2 separate regions of the Mus musculus genome follow, and region 1 is linked to region 2. The links are chromatin contacts, called in public Hi-C maps. All regions are on one chromosome and are shown on one strand. Each heading gives the region's core, a stretch centred on a gene start, on an enhancer-like site or on the middle of the called end of the contact. The rest is flanking DNA. Distances are from core to core; before and after follow the strand shown. Region 1 has its middle 130 kb from the start of Mettl25. Region 2 has its middle 20 kb from the start of Gm25587.

Evidence for each region. Hi-C and Micro-C count contacts between places; a contact is called where the count stands out from the background.
Region 1: a contact with region 2 is called in a Hi-C map of the N1E-115 cell line, with 3 times the contacts expected there. The contact joins two enhancer-like sites.

The regions. Positions count from the first base shown.
Region 1 is chr10:105,709,125-105,716,268 of GRCm38.p6, reverse strand. No RefSeq gene overlaps it. Among named protein-coding and RNA genes, the nearest start is that of Mettl25, 130 kb to the left of the region's middle. Within about 2 kb of position 1,443, at least 12 of the 459 cell types and tissues checked have an H3K27ac peak or open chromatin away from gene starts, as enhancers often do. A contact at or near this core is called in the N1E-115 cell line, where this site is marked.
Region 2 is chr10:105,016,258-105,023,474 of GRCm38.p6, reverse strand. No RefSeq gene overlaps it. Among named protein-coding and RNA genes, the nearest start is that of Gm25587, 20 kb to the left of the region's middle. Within about 2 kb of position 2,489, at least 12 of the 459 cell types and tissues checked have an H3K27ac peak or open chromatin away from gene starts, as enhancers often do. A contact at or near this core is called in the N1E-115 cell line, where this site is marked.

The DNA.
Region 1 (7,144 bases), core at 194-2,693, 690 kb before region 2:
TAGCTGCTCCAACACTTTAAATTATCTAAGCCAGGCTTGGTGGCTCACACTGACAATCTCAGCACTCAGAAGTCTGAGGCAGGAGGATTGCCATGGGTTCAAGACCATCCAGAGCCACACAGGCAGGCCTTGTCTCAAGAAAGCAAAGCAAAACATGGACTAGATAAGTATTCTCTTGCCAAGAGTTGCAGACAACTTTCTGGAATGTTCAGCTCTAAGGGCACGGAAAGTGTGTCTTTATTTCCTTAATGAATATTTTTGCTCCTTATCTTGTTAGCCTGAAAGTCAATGTGTGCTTAAATTTTAATCTTCCAGAATTCAATGTTTGCAATGCTCTTATTCCCAGACTCTCTGCATGCTGTGCCAGGAGAATCCAAGTAGTTCCAGTCCTGTATTGAGGGATGGTTCATTTAGTAAAACAGCACGCTACAGGACTAAGGACCTTCCTTCAATCCCTACTACTCACGTAACACCACCAGGGTATGATGGTGCCCATGTGTGGTAGGCAGGCCTCTACACACACACACACACACACACACACACACACACACCTAGACTACAGAACAGAGAAGCTTGAGTATGCAGCTCAGTAGACTCCTTGCCTAGCATTCAAAGGACCTTGGTTTAATCCCCAATACTGGAAAAGTTTATTTTATTTTTTTTAAATTTTATATCATATGATAAATCAATCCGAATCCTGGAATGCTTAGGCTACAGAATATCCCCTCTTACTGCTCACTTATGGAATGCTTGGTTTTTTATTTACAAGCCATCACTTGTAAAAGTAAATCTCCATCAAGCTTGACTTCCTAAGGTTAAAAGATACTTGTAGTAAGATCTACCTTCGTTCCTCTTTTCAGGGCAGAAGGCCGGTCTATCACCCCAGGCATGGGTTATGCAGAAGTGCTCAACAGCACTCACCTTGAAAACTACAGTTCCAAGTATTACATTCGATAATCAAAATACATGTTTTATGAAATCTATACCAAATTTGCATTTTTGCCCTAAAAATAAAAGCTAAATTAACACAGACGGGAGTGAGATCAAAAATGCATTTCTTGAGCTAAAGGGCTTATTGAATGTAAAACTCAAATCTGCATTAAAACCAGCCAGGGCTGTTACTTCTCCTAAGCTTTTACTTCTTCGTTCTTCTTATGCAGGAAAGAAAAGAAATTGCTGAGTCAAATCGCCTTGGCTATACCTCATATGACCAGTAGAGGGCGTCATCTACCACAGTCTAACATTTCACAGGCGGAAAAAAGAAAAAGAAAAAAGAAAATCCCCAAAGACCCCGAACATTTGTTTGATTGGTTAATAAAATGCACAAAAGGGTCAGAAGTTTTCAATATGAAGCTTTCCTTTTGGAAGCTTTGCATAATTGAACCAATATTCAAGTCATAGGGAAAAAAGCATAAATAAAATAATGAATACAAGATGTTGGTGTACTAGAACTTCAAAAACCAGAATTTCTTAGAAATGGCATAAAAATTCTTCAAGTTGACTTAGTTAATACAAATCCTTTTTTATGTCAAAATGTTGGAAAGTGAACCTCAGACTGTTATCAGATCCCAACACAGTTACATTTGTGTATTTGTGAAACGGCTTTGTGGTCTCTTCATACCACTATGTGTTTGGAGCTCTTAAAAAAGTCTCAAATGTTTGTTTTTGCCCTGATTTACTCTGAGCCTTATGCTCCGTGTTATAACTTTTTTTTCCCGACTGCATTAGTTTTTAACTACACAGTTAGAGGTAAGTCAGCATAGGGCTAATGTGGTTTGTGGCTACCACAGTTTACAAAGCACAGTGAAGCTGTAGAACGGAATGATTGCTGTCCACTTTCCCCAAAGGAAGTTTAAAGCTTAAACCATTTTCTCTAAGCACAACTTAACTAACAAGTAAAAGTGGAGCTATATTTTGATGGTAGAATCTGTACTTTTCTTTTTTTTGTTTTTAATAATGAATAACACATCCTTTGCAAAGGGGAATAAGTTTATGGTTGGTAATGCCAGAAAGACCACCTTTTAATTCTTAGGTTTAAAATTTTTAATAGATGATATTTCTATTGTCGACACAGTAGTTCATGGGTGTAGTGATTTCTAATGTAATAAATATAAAAATAAAGAAAAGATTGAGGAAGATGGGCATTGTCTTTCTGCGTAGCCCAGGCTGGCCTCAAAGGCATGATTGTTTTCTGCCTAAATCTCCTGACTGCTGAGATATCTGGTACGTGCCTTACCCAGTGTTTTGACAAAATTGCCTTTCAAGGTCATGCACTACGCTCAAGCTGTGAGTAATGGCTGGCTGACAACTCTCTGTGCAAATTCAGGGACCCAGATTCTCCTTAGCTTATGCTGCCACCATCTCCTCTGTTTGACGTACTTTGCCCCACCCAATGGGAGGAGAGAGAGAGACAGAGAGAGAGAGAGAGACAGAGAGAGAGACAGAGAGAGAGAGAGAGACTTCCCATGGAACTGCCTTTTCCTGGTGATGGCACTTTTCCTTACGATTATCCACTGTAGAGAAACCTGCCATGGGTCTCATCAATTCTGGGGGGAAAAAATAGAGAGGCAAGCTCTAATGCAAGATCTTTTGCACAGCCCTGGCAACAAAATATCTGTCTATATCCTTCTAACCATATATAACATGGGCACTTTGTTTCAAGAAGGGCATACAGAGTAGCGAACAATAAATTCATTCACCTAAAACTCCAGAATCCCTTGGTGATGTCCAACCCTGATATTTCCTCTGTCCTACATCAGTATCATCCCCCCCCCCCCATCTTCTCACATCCTCCACTGTGTAACTTTATCCATTCACCATGGAAACAAGTATCTATTCACCGTGGAAACAAGTGTTGATCTCCCAGCCTTTGAACCCAGGTTTAGCCATATGGCTTCCTTTCACCACTGACAATGCTCGCAGGCATGGTATATACCGAAGCTCATTCTCTATCCTTACCATGAGAACAAGCTCATGCGGAGACTACAGAAAGAGAGGCAGATTTGAAGCAGAGCTGGTAGTCTCAGCCAAGGTATCTTAAACTAGTTGACAACTAGCCAACCTCAAGATATTTGAGATAACTAAGCCAAGACAGAGTCTCCTGGCCAGCCCCCAGCTGATTCTAGACACGTGAGCCATAAAATACTTAATTCCCTATGACACTCTGGTTTTGTAATTGTTTATTATGCAGCCTTATCTGGGTCACAGACAACTGAAACCATTACCAAACAAAACTATGGACTCTGAGAATCGTTCTGAGTTTTGTTTTGTCTAAAGTCAGTTTGCTATTTTAGTCTTTAACATTTCCAAATTAGAATTCAAAGTGTTATTAAGTTAATATGCACAGAATGTAGCTAGAAGAAAATGCTTTAAATATTGTGAAGTATAAACATGAATTGGGGTGCTAGACAGAAGGTTCAGTGTTTAGAACACATGGCTGCTCTTCCAGAAGACCTGGGTTCAATTCTCAGCACCTACCCAGTAGGTGACAATCATCCATAACAAGCATGCAAGTGATATACACATGTACATACAGGCAAAACACTCAACAATATAAAACATATTTTAAAGATTAAAATAAGAATGAGGTTTTATGAAATTATGGTGACTTTATCTTTCAGATTAGTTCAGATATAATTTCATTTGATTTTTCATGCCAAGGTGAATAGAGATAAAATATTATGCCTTTCTTTCTGACTACTAAGTCTCAATAACCAAATTACTTACTGCAATTATGAATGATTCATAAGCACACTATAGTCAACATAACCTGGCCCAGGATATATTCCATTGTTGAAGAGGCCTTTCAAGAGCTGAGAACATAGCAATTCCCCATATGTATTCTGTGACAAACATGGCAAAAACATTCGTCCTCATTTCTGGTTTTTTCAAGCTTAAACTTTAACAGAAATCACTGATTGCAGTTTATGAATATTCTGTCTAGTGAAATGCTTGTTTTCTACCCTAAGGGGCTTTGGGGGTGACCTATAAAAAGAGGTGAAACATTGATACTTTTGACCTATAAGAGAGTTTCATTTTTAATTCTTTTTTGTAACTCTTTTAAATTTAAGATTTATTTATTTTATGAGTGCTCTATCTGAATGTATACCCACATGTCAAAAGGTAGCACTAGATCACATTATGGATGGTTCCCTATGGTTGTTGGAAATGAACTCAGGACCTTGGGAAAGGCAGACAGTGAGCTCTTAACTGCTGAGCTATCTCTCCAGCTTCTTTATTTCTTAACTAAATAGAATTATATCATTTCCTCCCTTTCTTTTTATCCCTCCAACCCTTCCCATGTGCCCCTGCAACTACCCCACGAATCTATAGCCTCTTTCTCTTTATTTTTGGTATACAATTTAAATGCATAAATATGCAAATACTACCTGATGAGTCCATTATTGATTGATTATGCATGTATGATTTCAGGGTTGGCCACTTGGTACTGGATAATCAATTACTGCTCTCATCGCTGGGGAAGACAATTTCTCCCTCTCTCACATTCCTTAGCGCCCTCCCTCATTCCACCTTTACCCCCAGCCGCCGTGAGATTTCCCTCTTCCACATTAGCAAATCTATTGTCATTATCCTTGTTCAGGTCTTGTTTAGGGAGACATTGTGCTTCTTTCTTCATTTTTTAGATTTATTTTAAATGTATGAGAGTTTGCCTGCATATATGTACATATGTATAAACATGTATGACTGGTATCTGGGACAGTCAGAAGAGGATGTCAGTTACCCTGGACCTGGAGTTACTGATGGTTATGAGCTGCTGATGGCTGCTGGGAACCACACTGGGTCTTGTACAAGAATATTAGCAATGGTATCTTTGGAGGGTCCCTGACTCATAATGCCATGCCAACGTCTTGCTTTCTTTCGTCTTGTCTTTCCATTTTTTAATTTTCATTTTATTTTTATTTTATTATTTTATTTTATTTTATTTTATGCATACATGTTCTCCCTTTCTACCCTACAGGCCCTTTGCGTGGATATGATGGGTTCGAGTTTAGTGTTTCTTCTGAGATTCCAGAGTGTATGGGTCTCTGCATCTGCATCTGTTTCTTGTGCCTTTTCTTGGGTTCTTCTGCTTATTTGTTTATTTTACTCTGTTCTAATTTGTTATTTTTGCTTTGTCTTATTATATTATATTTTATTATTATCACATAAAACTTGTTTGTTTGCTAATGAGAGACAGAAGGTAGTGGATCAGCATGAAAGGGAAGAAGGGGGGGGGGAGAAACTGGAGAAAGTAGAGGGAGAAAAAACTATAATCGTGATTATCAGGATATATTAGGTGAGGAAAAACATTTTTCAATTAAAAATAAAAAAAAGAAAAACCTCTTCACTACTGCAGCATCTCTCCCATCCTAACTATCGTTTCTTCGTCTTAGTACTATGGGCGTGGTCCATGAAAAAAACTCTTGTTATAGTGGCCCATTCATTGGCGCATACTTAGCATCTCCTTGTTCTGTATCCACTAAATTTCTGGAATATTCTTTTGGAATTATGGCAAGCAATAAACATCTCTTCAGATATTGTCAAATATTACCTCCGATATGATATTGTGTACATATTACAACCTACCAGGATTTTCCATAAGCTTCTGATTTTTCACAATACAAGAGCTATAGCCTAAGGGATGAGTTTTGCTAACCATTGCCTTTATTAAGGAAATAAACTCTACCCGAAGCACTGTGAAAGCCAAGGAACTAAGGCCATTGCCCTCGTCAAATCGTTTCATTTCCTTTGTATATTATCCGCTTTACTCTGCAAGTGCAATTACAGGATTTGGGATAGTGTTTGCAGCCTCAGTTCCAGCTCTGGGTCCATGACTTACTAGCCTGAATGCTGAGTAAGTACAGACCCCTCATCCTACCTCACTGATGCCTCAAACATTTTCGCTTCTGGCTTCTCTTCTTGGCCTCTATAACTTACCCATAACACTGTCCCTGTTTGCCATGGTCCCCTAGGTCAGCCCCTAGTGACAATTTTTTTTCTTCATCTGTCTTTAGCTTTTAATTGGTACCAAGACTGATTTCTTTGACTTAGTCTAAATTTTATCTCCTCCTTGTGCTCTTCTTATTTTAAATGTTCTTTTTTTATTAGCTATTTTCTTTATTTACATTTCAAATGTTATCCCCTTTCCTGCTTTCCCCTCCGAAAACCCCCATATCCCCCTCCCCCTGTTCACCAACCCATCCTGGCCCTGGCATTCACCTTTACTGTTGCATAGAAACTTCACAGGACCAAGGGCCTGTCCTCCCACTGATGGCCGACTAGGCCATCCTCTGCTGCATATGCAGCTATAGCCATGAGTCTCACCATGTGTTTTCTTTGGTTGGTGGTTTAGTCCCAGGGAGCTCTGGGGGTACTGGCTAGTTCATATTGTTGTTCCTCCTATGGGGCTGCAAACCCCTTCAGCTCCTTAGGTACTTTCTCTAGCTCCTTCATTGGGGACCCTGTGTTCCATCCAATGGATAGCTGTGAGCATCCATTTCTGTATTTGTCAAGCACTGGCAGAGCCTCTCAGGAGACGGCTATATCAGGCTCCTATCAGCAAGCTCTTGTTGGCATCCACAATAGTGTCTGTGTTTGGTGGTTGCATAAAACATGCTTGCCAGTCCACTGTTTTAGCGTTTTAACCATCTACTGTCCTGAGACAATACCTCTTGAACACAAGAACTCCTTGTTCAGCCCCCAGGAGGGATAGCTCCTTATTGGTTTTATTACTTCCCACCCAAATTTCTATTCAGGCATTCATGAGTCATGTTTATCCCTTAAAAACAATCAAACAGTTTTTCCTTGGGAGTTTCCATTGCTGCTTTTAAAGTGAGTACTGTGTTTCTCAGCACCCAGATCTCTTACCCACTCTTTTAGTAAAACCCAGTATCACTGAGTTTTGTTTTGTGGCCTCCATCCTTCTTGGGAATAGGAAATGAACAAAAGAAAATAGCCATTATCAAAACATGGATTAATAATATATTGGTCCTTTTGGAATGCTATTTTATGAGTATAATACAGAATAATTACTTGATAAGAATGCCAAACTCAAATGAGAAGCCCATAATTACAAAGCTTTATTGTGTTCAAAGAGGAAACTGTCACCTGTGCGTATTCAGAAAATTGACTTCTTTCGCTACAG
Region 2 (7,217 bases), core at 1,240-3,739:
TGTATAAAAAGGAGTTTTCCTGTACACAATGTTATTACTAAGTCTTGATTATTATTGAAAATAGGCACTGTTGTAGGTATTCAACCAGAACAACTTACATCAACTCATGTCTGGATGTATAGGATAAATGGGGTTGTGGTTATTAGATAATGAAGGGGGGCAGGTTAAGAGGTTAGATCAGGTCAAGGGAGCATTGGAAAGGAAAATTACAGCATCTCTCATAATTGCTGGCAAGATGTTTGCTCTCTTCTGTCTGCCTCTATAGGCTGAATGGAACAGTTTAGTTCTCTTCTGTAATGAATGTTTCTAGTCTTTACACACTAGAATGGGTTTTAGAGATGTTTACTGATCAACAGTACTGGTCAGTGAACGCTCTTATTTATAGTTGCCATGCCTCTACACACCTTAAATCACAGTGGGTGTGTGTATCTGTGTGTTTATATTAAGGTAAAATTCTAATTTACAAGCACTAGCGTGTAACTTTGACCTGGTTTGTCAATATAGGGAGTTTTATATTCAAAACCACATGATCGTTTTTAGAAATGTTATGATATGGTCAGACTGCTTTCTCATTACCTCCTGCATGTGCTTTAAAATCTATCCTATGAAGGGCTTCAACTTTCAAGTGGTCATGTTATTCAAAATATGAAACTTTGGGCAGTCATAGTGTCAGAATTCTTGTCATTGTCACTTTATATTTAATTTTTAGAAAGATTTATTTATTGTTCACGCACGTATGTGGTGTGTGTGTGTGTGTGTGTGTGTGTGTGTGTGCGTGCGTGCATGCGTGTGTGTGTGTGTGTGTGTGTGTGTGTGTGTGTGTGTGTAGGCATATGTATGACCTATTGTTCATGTAGAGGTTAGGGTAAAGATTTCTTAAGAGTTGGTTCACATCTCCTACCTTTTGAGGTCCATGTCTTTCTGTACTCAGTATTTCTCAGACTCATAGCCAAGTCTCTGGCTGGCCGGAGCTCCCCTTGACCTCAGTTTCACCACAGTAGTGCTGGGATTACAGGTGCCAGCCACTGCTGCTGCAGCTGGCTTCTTTTATGTAAGATCTCAGGGAGGAAACTCAGGTTGGATAGCTTGCACAGCAAGTGTTCTTACCATTTAAACGGTCTTCCTTGCTTCCCATTGACTTTTAAGGTAAGTTTCTTTTCTTTCTTATTTGAACATTGTATGATAGATCTATATTTTTTACAAAAACTTCTAAGAGGCTTTGAACAATATGTATATTTCTGAATCCACTTTGACAGAAACATTCATAATCCGAAGAAGAAGAAGAAGAAGAAGAAGAAGAAGAAGAAGAAGAAGAAGAAGAAGAAGAAGAAGAAGAAGAAGAAGAAGAAGAAGAAGAAGAACTCTTGTGTTGGGAGCCGCGCCCACATTCGCCGTTACAAGATGGCGCTGACAGCTGTGTTCTAAGTGGTAAACAAATAATCTGCGCATGTGCCAAGGGTATCTTATGACTACTTGTGCTCTGCCTTCCCCGTGACGTCAACTCGGCCGATGGGCTGCAGCCAATCAGGGAGTGACACGTCCGAGGCGAAGGAGAATGCTCCTTAAGAGGGACGGGGTTTCGTTTTCTCTCTCTCTTGCTTCTTGCTCTCTTGCTTCTTGCACTCTGGCTCCTGAAGATGTAAGAAATAAAGCTTTGCCGCAGAAGATTCTGGTCTGTGGTGTTCTTCCTGGCCGGTCGTGAGAACGCGTCTAATAACACTCTTGATGATACAATTACTTCTAATGTTCTTACATTTCCATAAGTAACTACAAACTGCAGTGATAAGTTGAAATATTTCTGAAGTTTGTTCTGTTTATAGGGTTACATTTCTTTGAATCAGACAGAGGAATGCTTCAAATCTCTTTACAAGGCCCTTTCCATGGAATCACAAACAAATCTTCTTTTGTTGTTGTTGTTGTTTTCAAATTAAATTAGATTTAAATGAGATTTAAACTTTTCTTTAGCTCATAAGCTTCTATTCCTCTGTCTTCCTACTGGCTTTTAGATAAAAGCCTATTTCCTAACACATCTCTTTAACATTCCCAAATGTTTGGGCTTGGTGCTCAAGGATGCATTTTAAGATGGAAATGAATTTTTAGTGCCTGTTTGGAATGACTTCCCAACAGTTTTAATCCAATCTGACTCAAAGAATAGCATCCCCGGTGATTAGATAATAGGGTTAGGAGGAGCAGGAAGCCATCTGCAGGAAGTGCAGTAGAAATTTCATTTATGTCATCAGCCGGCTACTCAGTCTCACCATGCTACTCTGAAAGCATATAAAGAGCCAGCGATTTAAAAGTTTTCCACGATCAATCCAACCAGAGAAAGGCATTCACTGAACTCTTTAAAGACTAAAATCTATCCACTTACACGCTACTGTTCTAAACACGGTGAATCCCGCAGAAATGAGACCAAGACAGCACTGCTTCATTCCCCTCATTTCCATTATCAAAATGCCAAATCTGAAGATGGATTCACACAGTCTCTTCCAACAGCACCCCCCCCCAACCCCCGAATGAACAAAGACAACCCTGTCACAGTCCTTCTCCCTGGGAGAACCTTCCTCTGCCCCAGCGAAATGTATCACGGTGAAAGGCTAGATCCTGTGGACAGAATAAAGCAATAACGCTTGACTGCGAAGAGCTTTCTCTCATGCTGTTATTAAAATCCATCAAAAACCCGGAGTCCTTTCAGATACTACTTTGAACTGACTCCTTCCCGTCAGGCAAGATTACTTATGACTTCATTCATGGAAGCAGGTTTTTGGTTTCCTTTCAGTAAGTGGCAACATGTTTTTGCTAACCCTACCATCAAGTCAGTCTCCTTTACCTCTGATATAAAATGCAGTTTTCTGTCAGTGACATCATTTAGACGTATAAGGCAAGGGAAAAGAATCTTAAAGGAGACAGGAGCTAAACGTATTTAATCCACTGTGTGTGTTTTATCATCCCAATGGAGTCAGATGTAAGTATTTCTCTCACTCGGCCTTCCTTCAGTGTCTCGAAAGGAGGTATGAAGTATGTTTATGTTGAACTTTTGAACTGTCTGAACTGATCCTATCTGTTGAAATATTGCCTCGAAAATGCTTTTTTTTTTTTTTAAACCAAACCAGCAACATGACAGCTAAAGCCGCTGTGCTCTGCACCATTCAGCTGGACGATATTACTCTAAGACTTAAGTTTACTAAGCATTGTTCTGACGTCTCTGAGAATGGATAAGCTGTCTGCTGGGTAATTAATATTGTCGGAGTCACTCTAAGCCTCTACGGAGAGTTTCTCCCATACGGCACTGGATATCTTCCTAGTACAAAGCAGCTTTGATTTAATCCATTGTCCATTTGAGATTTGTTTTTCTTTTACTAGCCTGCTCTCTATGCAAGACATCATATAAATAAAATTACTGTTTCTGGCTTGAATCAGCACTAGACGTGAGTTAGTGGTTGCATGAAAGGCTAATTTAAACAACAGGCAGGGCTATGGCCTTGTACAGAAGACAGTGAGGAGCCCCATCCACAGCCATCCTTGGCAGTAATGTTCTGTGCAATTAGAAAGAATCATATTCACATCATATGTAAAATATATCATAGTAAGGTAAACGAAGACTGGACTCTCATAGACTCAAGAACGAAAGCATACTTCAGAGGTCATTAGCTATCGTCTCAGTTTCTGAGGACTACAATTAACATGTCCTTGAGAACCATCTGCCAAGTCCTTAAAGTTATTCAGACAAGCAGGCACCTCAGTCTCCTTCTATAAGTCATTACCAGGTTTGCCAGCCTTTCTAGACAGATCTGCTTGCTATTTAGCCCAGTCATGAAAATAGTCTCGGGCCCAAGTATAGTAGTCCCAGGAACAGATAGGCAGGGCATCTAATTTTAAAAATAGTATGAGAATAAGACAATTTCATTTTGTCTCTGTATAGTGTCAATAATTTATTTTTCTTCTTGGTTTTCTTGATAATCACTCCTTTGCGAAGAGCCCCAGCTTATTAAGCTGCTGAGACAGATTCTAATTACCACATGGTACTTTGTCTGGCCCTGAAACATGCCTCAAGCAAAAATGTGTAACCCGCTCCCCCAAAGGAGTGCAATGAAGGGGAGCCAGCCTTCAACAGGGATCCATCTACACTACACTTCCAGACAAATGATACAAGAGCTAGAAGACCATACAATGTCACGAGTACTGAGTGATAGGGGATTCTCTATGATATATAACTTTTATTATCCTAGTAGATTCAAAAGAGGACAGTAACTCTTCTAACACCTGATAAGTGGCAGAACAGAGCTGAATATAGGTATTTGATGCCAAAGTCCATTTAACATGAACAGTCAATACCATTGTAAAATTACTATTGCTGTTTATTTTAACCACTTCAGACAAGTATACAGTGTATCCAGCCTCTGCTTACTTGGAATTAATCCATTCATTTTCTCCCTCCTTGTCCTGCTAAGCTTACATTCTCATATTGTCCTCTTAAAAGTAACAGCTCTTGGTGATCACCGAGGGACACCTTTCCAAGTTTTGTGAGCAAACCTCGCAAGCAAACAAACAAAACTGTGAAGGATATGAGGCAGACAGGACCATGGTAAAATGCAAGGGGATCTATAAAGAGAAGTTACTCTCTACATATTTCTAGTGGTGAGTCTCTTAAGCTGCCCAAATATGGTTTTAAAAATTAAAATTTTACAAGGCGTCCATTCAGAACAACCCTAGAGCATGTGTCAGATCTGAGGGTGTGCCAAGTGAATTTGGGTGGGATTGCCAAGTGCACCTGTCAGCAAGAAGTTAAAGTGTTGTATTGGTCTTGTGCTAGTCATACCAACAAAGTCATTCTTCTTGCGTTTCTACGACCAGAACATCCTAATTGCTAAAAGAAATCTATAAAACAGAATCATGATCCTTTAAAAAATAGGATTGAAAACTAAATGTCAGGTAGATGTAGGGGAGTTCTTAGGAGTATTTGTGGCAAAATAGTAACTCCTCATTTATTTTGATATCTGAATTTTGCAATTTATAGGTATGATGTAATTTAAGGTAAGATTTAAACAACAGTAAGTTATTTTTTGTTGTGTTTTCAAGGGGAATCCCAACACACAGTAACCCATTCTTTAATAATTACCTATGCCTTAATTCCTGAATGGTTACCATATAACATCTTCAAGCATGTTTGTTTATTTTTTCCAAGTCATTGACCTTTTTCCAAATTTCTACACAGTACCAGAACTTTCTCTATTGTCCTCCAGCCCACGACTTCAGTCAACTTCAGCATAGGCATCTATGTCTTATTTTAATGAGAAAGTGATTATCTTATCTAGTTGGTCTGCCTTACAGTTTCAGAGGCTTAGGCTCTTATCATCCTGGTGGGAAGCATGGTGTTACGCCGGAGTCATGATGCTGGAGAAATAGCTTGATGTCTATATCTTTATTTTTGTTGTTAAATGTTGGTAGGGTTTATTTTTCAAATTCTGCTTTTACAATATGAAAATTTAAAGCATTTGTGTAACAGACTGTTTTTTTTCATTTTCAAAAATTTATTTTGAATTTAAAAATATTATACCTTTAGCCCTTTTCCTTTCCTTGTTCTAACCCCATCCACTGTATCTCCCTTGCTTTTTCTTTTCTCTCTTCTCTCCCTTTCTTTCTTTCTTTCTTTCTTTCTTTCTTTCTTTCTTTCTTTCTTTCTTTCTTTCTTTCTTTCTTTCTTTCTTTCTTTCTTTCTTTTTCTTTCCCTTCCTTCCTTCCTTCCTTCCTTCCTTCCTTCCTTCCTTCCTTCCTTCCTTCCTTCCTTTTTTCCTCCCTCCCTCCCTCCCTCCCTCCCTCTCTCTCTCTCTCTTTCTCTCTCTCTCTGTCTGTCTTTCTTTCTTTCTTTCTAATTTGGCAGCAGAAGTGAATGCCACACAAGAGCTTTATTGAGCATATGAAACCTCAAAGTCCTTTCCCAAAGTGACATACTTCTGCCAGTAAAGCTATACATACAAGGCCATAACTCCTAATAGTGCTATTCCTTAGGAGCCAAGCATTCAAATACATGAGTCTATGTGGGCCATTCCTATTCAAACCACCACAGTGATTGCTACACCATGAACCCAATAATACATTAGTGCTGATTTCTACTCTGCTGTAAGACAAATCTGTTCACTAGTCTTCCTAGGGGCCATCTGTGGATTCTTCCTCTTAAAAAAAAAAAAAAAAAAGACAAAAAACCTGTATATAGACTCTTTTACAGAGCTAAACAAGGAAGCTAAGCCACATAAAGGGACAATGTTCCTTTTCTTTTGTCCACCTCCTAGTTAGTTACTTATTCTTTTATTATTATTACCTATCGGCTTTCTTGAGATAAATGTTTAACTATTTAGTTTATTAGGATTGTCTTTTGCTGCTTGCTCTCTCTATGGTTACTGCTTTCTTAGCCATATGATACCATTTCTCCTTAAAGTTTTGTAGTGAGTGGCTCTCAGTAGCTTGTAATCATGGCTTACTGCTGCTGATATTCCATTGTGAATTGTTCCTTGGGGATCTGTAAGTCATTGTTTTATCTCTTAACTAATTGCTTTGACCCAATGTCTTCACATGGGCTTGACTTACTTGATGTGATTTTCTGCTGTCTATTTTCTTTCTTAAGAGCAAATTCTCCTTAAATTTAATCCAATATTCCAAGTGAATTTACAATTATTCTATATGTTAGACTTCCAAACAAATAATAAACTTTAAAAATATCTATCTATCTATCTATCTATCTATCTATCTATCTATCTATCCATTTATTTATTTGTTGGACATGTGGATATTTTCCTTGCATTTAAGTATGTTCATTTTGTGCATGTTAGATACATTTGGAAGCCAGAAAAGAGAGTATCAGATACCCTGGAATTGGAGATACAGGTAGCTGTGAAAGTCCACATGGGAACTGGGAACTGGGAACTGGGAACTGGGAACTTGGAACTTGGAACTGGGAACTGGGAACTGGGAACTGAAGTTGGGTCCTTTGGAATAGCTGTAAGTTCTCTTAACCACTGAATCAACTCTTCAGTCTTCAAAACAATTAATAAAAACATCAAGCATTAATGTATTTATAGCAAACAATTTTTTGCTCTAGCAAATTATGTGTGTTTTGTTAAATACACACAGTTAGTAAAATGATGGTTCATCATGTGTGAACTTAATAGTATCGTGATTCACAGTGTGCCAGAGTGGTTTAGGCTAGCCTATGGAAATGT